2 separate regions of the Zea mays genome follow, and region 2 is linked to region 1. Evidence: chromatin contacts called from public Hi-C data. All regions are on one chromosome and are shown on one strand. Each heading gives the region's core, a stretch centred on a gene start, on an enhancer-like site or on the middle of the called end of the contact. The rest is flanking DNA. Distances are from core to core; before and after follow the strand shown. Region 1 holds the start of LOC103651450 (cinnamoyl-CoA reductase-like SNL6). Region 2 holds the start of LOC100273258.

The links. Hi-C and Micro-C count contacts between places; a contact is called where the count stands out from the background.
Region 2: a Hi-C map of bundle sheath shows a contact between it and region 1, with 2.5 times the contacts expected there. The contact joins the promoter of LOC100273258 here to the promoter of LOC103651450 in region 1. A contact is called at or near these places in 2 of 25 Hi-C or Micro-C datasets (bundle sheath and endosperm).

What each region holds. Positions count from the first base shown.
Region 1 is chr3:221,267,109-221,270,130 of Zm-B73-REFERENCE-NAM-5.0, forward strand. It overlaps LOC103651450 (cinnamoyl-CoA reductase-like SNL6), which reads left to right and starts at 1,466. Exons shown (of 5, transcript XM_008677078.4): 1 at 1,466-2,077. The coding sequence starts at 1,810.
Region 2 is chr3:221,734,623-221,737,644 of Zm-B73-REFERENCE-NAM-5.0, forward strand. LOC100273258 reads right to left here and starts at 1,466. Exons shown (of 1, transcript NM_001147700.1): 1 at 1-1,466. The coding sequence starts at 1,409.

The DNA.
Region 1 (3,022 bases), core at 216-2,715:
ATATTGTCAGGGATCTTAAGTATTTGGGAGCCAATAGAGAGCACGACTCGCTAAGTGTGTCTGCCCTCATGGTCTCATGGATGCCCTGTTCATGGAGGACCTTGACCATTTAAATCCTTCGTGAGTGTCCCCCCGTGCATGGGAGGACGTAGGTCGTTCTAGTTAGGGATGTCTCTAGCCTTGATGTTTCATGTCTTAAACCATTCATGATGACTAGTTTCTTTTAAGTGTAGGAGTGTCCCTGAGGCCCCGAGATCCTTGGTCACACTTAAGTGGACTTTGCTAGATTTGGTGGTGTAAATGTCATTATTTTGGAGTGCCCTGTGATGGTTAAGACCCATCTTAACTGGAGCCGCGATACGTCATGGTACATCATGGGGTAATGGGTATGGGTCCATACCGCAGTAGCTAAGATCCCACAGTAACTTTCTATACTGGGATCCTTAAATATGTCTTGGCAACAACATACGAATAACTCTTCTCAAGTGCTAAGCATTAAAGTCAAGATCATTTTAAACAAAAAAAATATTATTAAATCCCATTCACACCTATATAATCGTCTAATTTGGTCTAGATTCTAAGGTACTACCTCCGTTCTCGAATATTTGTCACCAACTAATTTACTTTTAAACTAAAACACGACAAGTAAAAAAAATACTAGTTTGTAATAATCGAACCGGGACCATCGAAATCATTGGCGTGCCGTGCGTGCGAAGCATTAGGGGTGGGCATTTTAAAACCGAAACCCGAACCCGAACCCGAATAGACCGAATTATCGGTTTATTCGGGTTTGGTTCCTATATGTGCTATATTTCGGGGTATGGGTTTGGGTTCGGTTCCTAACCTTTAAAACCCGAATAGACCGAATAACCCGAAATATAAAAAGCTCTTAATATATGATGATATTATTATATGATTTATAAACTTATTAGTTAAAAATTGTGATATCATCTTAAAGATAGTATATATGTCTCAGTATACTATTTTTTATAGTCGCTTGTTGTAATAATAGTACTTCCAATTAACTATTAATTGTATATATTTTAACAAAAGATAATAGTCTCTATACTATTCGAGTCTATTCGGTGGACCGAATAGACCGAATCGAAATTGTGGGTCTATTCGGGTTCGGTTCCTAAAATTATTTTGAAAATTTCGGTTCTTATTTTTCATAACCCGAAATTTCAAAAAATCCGAATATATAGAACCGAATTACCCTAACAGACCGAATGACCAGCCCTACGAAGCATAGCGTGTCTACTTCCGCTACCAAAGGCTAAAGGCTAGACCGTTGGATAGGAACGGCAGTGCGATCTCTGCCGTCCATGTCAACTAACCAGATGTCCCGGCCTCCCGGGAAACAGGCTCCCCACTCCGTGCTACAGAAGAAGAAAAAAAAAAACAAGCCCCGGCGGAGCTAAAGTACGGAGGCTGGCAGCAGCCACAGCCAGTCGACAGACAACACAGTGGCTCACCACGCGGGCGCCCCCGCAACGCACAAGCCTGCTTACCTACCCAACCCCTCGCGCGACGAAACACAGAGCGATCTGTTGCCTGAGGCGAGTTCCCTCCCTCCTCTCCGAAAAGTTCTCACCTTGTAGTTAGCATGTGGCTATTTATCCACGTCTCCGCCTGCGCTCACCCACCCCACCCCCACTCGTTGTGAGTACACAGTACACTCGCGAACCGCTCCACCAACACCAGGCCACCGGGAGCGCGGCAGGCCCCGGACGGGATTGGCAGACGCGCGCAGAGGCACGTACCACTACCGCAGCAGCGCGGGCGCAGGCAGGGACCCGGGCCGGCGGCATGGGCGTCCTTCGGAGCACGCAGAGCCTTCAGGCGGAGGTGGACGAGCTGCGCGCCGCGCTCCTGGCAGGCGGCGGGCACGAGGCCGCGGGCGGGTGGCGCCGGTCGGCGGGCCACGCGGACGCCAAGCGCAGCCCCGGCGGCGACGCCGGAGGGGCCGCGGCGCGCGCCGTGTGCGTCACGGGAGGGATCTCCTTCGTCGGGTTCGCCGTCGTCGACCGCCTCCTCCGGCACGGGTACACCGTCCGCCTCGCGCTGGAGACGCAAGGTATATATCCAGACGTCGTCCTCCCGCACTACTACCTCGGCGGAACCTACCCGTCCGCTTCTCTCTCCCCCGGCCGCTCGCTCTCGCTGCCGTTTGCGCCTTCTTCTGGTTCTGGGCTCTGGCCTTGGCCTTGGAGCGGCTGTCGTGTGCTCGGTTCTGCTCGTTAATTTGCTCCTCGTCAGTCGTCACGCTGCTGGTTCAGGCGGCACTATGCGTCCATGTCCCAAATACTGACGCCGCAACTTTCACGTGTTTAGGCATGCCGAAATATATCATTCACTTGCCATCACTGTTAGCCCCCACCCCGTTTGACAGGGACCGCTGCCTGGCCAGCGGGTCTTCTCTTTCCTCCATGATGAGTTTCAGACTTGGCTGGCTGACAATGGCCTCTCGCTCAGCCTGTCTTCCCTTTGTCATTCATTTGTCTGTTAAAAGATCGAACGGTAGTTGTGAAATATGACAGCCACATCCTACATGCATAGATAGGGCTCTGCGGCACATAGTTTTCGCGCCCATCCGTTTCTTTTTATTTATCGTTGGATAGTTTAATTTTGCACTATTCAGCGATAACTAAAACGAAATGGAGGGAGTATATTACATATAGCCTTCCCATTGCTTACCTCACATGGATGATCCGACCAACTCGCCTGCGGAAACAACCGAAAGAAAGAGGACGAAGGACGAAACGAACTTATCACCAATCTAACTTGCTCCTGATATTGCCACTCTATTCTATAGGATACCACAACTCGCACACGGCAAAGACGGAACCACCATATACGTCCGTCCGCTGAACCTTTTTTTTTTCGCTTTGACTTGGTAAAATGTAGCAGTGCCAAACACGTAAAACTCTTCACAGGTTCCAGTCAGCAGCCAGCCAGCCAGCGTCTGCAATGCCATGCACTCATTCATGACTTGAAGAAGAGGGTCACCTTTGGTCAGCCA
Region 2 (3,022 bases), core at 216-2,715, 470 kb after region 1:
ATCACTTTGATCTGCAGGTAGGCGTAGCCCTCGCCCATGCAGGCATGCTTCCCGGCGCCGAAGGAGGTGTAGGCGAGGTCGCCGCCGACCCTGTCCTCCTCCCTCCAGGCGGCGAAGCGATCCGGGTCGAACACATCAGGGTCCCTGTAGATGCCCTGGAGCAGATTATTCACCACCAGCGGGCTCGCCAGCATGCGCCCCTCGGGGACCTCGTACTCGGAGCCGTCCTGAGTGCGCACGGTGAACGGCCTGCGCGCGCGGCGGAGGATCATTGGGGTCACCGGGTGCAGCCGCAGCGCCTCCTTGACGCTGCGGTGGAGGACGTCCATCCGGAGCAGGACGTCGTAGTCGATGGCTGCAGCGTCGTTCTGATCGTTCCTCTGCAGCAGCCTCTGCTCCTCAGTGGCTGCGTGCAGCCACTCTGTGTGGCGGAGCAGGCGCGCCGCGGTCCAGGTCGTGACCGTTGCGCTGGTGTGATGGCCGGCGAAGAGCAGCGCCACGAGCAGGCCGGTGACCTCCGCCTCGGTCGTGCCGCGCCCGTCTCTGTACCTGGAGTCTAGCAGGCCCTGCAGCATGTCGTGGTCGCGGTCGCCGTCGTCCCCGGCGCCGCGGCCGGATGAGCATGAGCTCTTGCGCAGCCTGGCGATCCCGGAGAATATCTCCTCGAGCCTGGCGCGCGCTCGGTCGCGGCGGCGGTGAGCCGGGGTCGGCAGGTACGGGAAGAAAAGGCTCACTAGGTGCAGGCCGCCGATAAGCTCGCGGAGGAGCGAGGACACCTCGTCGTGCATGTGATCCCGAACCTCCTTCCCCAGCAGGCACCGGCTCGCAATCAGCAAGAGAACGTCCTCAACCTGTTGCTTCAGATCGACCGTGCCGGACTGCCCCCACCTGGCGAAGTACTCCTCCACCTCGCGGACCATGAGACGGGCATGGCTCCTGAGCTTGGCCGGCCTCAAAGTGTCGGCGAAGAACCTGTGCTGCTCGTTGCGCGTGTCGTTGTCGACGTCATAGCCGACCCCTTTGCCAAAGATGGGGACGGTGACCTTGTAGACGTCGCCGATGCTGATCTCCGACTCGGCGGCATGGAAGAAGTGGGCGGACACCTCGGGGCCCACCAGGAACGTCACCTTCACTCCCAAGGAGCTCAGCGTGAACACGCTGCCGAGCTTCAAGTACTGGTCGCAGATCACGCCTTGCAAGCTCCTGGTGAGGATGGCAGGCAGGACGCCGAGGAGAGGAGCGCCCTCCGCCACCGGCGGCTCTCGGCGCTTGGGAGGGGCGAAGACGGTTCTTCCCATCTGCTTGGTGGCAGCCAGAATCAGGACGGAGAGGATAGGGAGCACGGCGATCGCCATCGCCGCCAACCACGTGTGCGCAATCGTTGCTGTATGATGATGATGATCTTCCATGGCGCAATCAGCTGGGCCTGCGCTGCGCGTACGTACTGCTGCTCCAACAAAACAAAGAGGAATCAGTGTCGATGACATCCAGGAACGAGAGAAGATATATGTAGGGTGTTTGGTTTGAGGAATGAGCTAGTTCATCATCTTCTCACTCCTCACTATTTTTATTTGGTTTGTGGAATGGAATGAGTTGATCCATCACCACCTCATTCCTCATAGTTAGTTAGTTAGTACTAATATGAGGAATGAGGTCATCCCACCAAATTTGAGGAATGAACCTATGATGCACCACCTCAATTTGGATGTAGTGATTCCTTAAACCAAACACCCCCATGATGATTTAATCGATCTTGGGTAAACACAGTACGCTGTAGTGAATTAGTACCAGATCGAGAAGTTGAGCACACCTGCAGGCTGCAGGTAGAGAATTCCAATCTTTTTCGTCCTCGCTTGTGAGAGCCCTCGAGTGCTTGCTTGAGAGCCCGTGGATTCAAAAAGGACCGAGTGGGATTAGAACGGTGTGACTTCTAGGATCGGACCGGATTGGACTGAGCTGAAACAAATCAATGTGGGTTGGGATTGGAGTGGGTCATGAGCTTAATGGCCCTATGATTGGGGCCAGATGTTGATCTATTATCGGTCGATATAAATAGAGCCCATTCGAAAGGATTTGGAAGCTCAAACGTCGATTTTGTTTATTTATCAATTCATATATTCTAAATTTTAGGACACTTTATATTTTCTATATCACTAGCTTATATAAATTTAGATATATGCTATTGTGTGTTTGAATGCACTAGATCTAATAGTTAGCTGATAAAATTAGCTCAAAACATCTAAACAGTTTAGTTATTAGCTACTTTTAGCAAATTAGCTAACAGTTAGTTAGCTAATTCCACAAGCAATTTTATAGCCAACTAACTATTAGCTCTAGTGCATTCAAACACCTCCTATATATAGATAACAACAACAAAATAATTCATTGAAAATACAAACTAACCTATAATTTAGAATGATGTAGGTACCCCTTTGTTATTTTTTATCTATCACGTGTCGCGTTTTAGTTGAAAATGAATCAGTCGACGATAAATATTCGAGAACAGACATAGTAATAAATAAACTAGCACAACCTAACTAACCCACTACCACCTTGTCCTTTCTTAATAACACCAATATAAGATCCATAGTCCATATGTCCTTTGTCCCTCTTTTTTCTAAACCTAACATAGACAATGACGCTGAGACATGCACACTCGTCCTACTGCTAAGTAATGAACACCATCAAATTTAAAAATAATTCTTAAAAAATACTATAGCAACATAACTTTAGTGGAAAGCCTCAGTTTGTTTAATGTGCATATGCTCTATCAAATCACACTAACACGTATGGATTAATTAAAGAGACATATCATTATTCAAACAAGGCTTTAGCGGATAGGCTTGATCATGAGAAACCTGCCACTCGATTCGTTTGAACATAAAGTGGTACTTGAGTAAAAACAATCTCAACGTTTAGTCAAGTTTGTATAAAACACATCAACATATATATGATACCAGAAGAAATGCCAATGGGTTTGCAATAAACATTATTTTCAAGTGTCACCTCATCAACGTTTTGG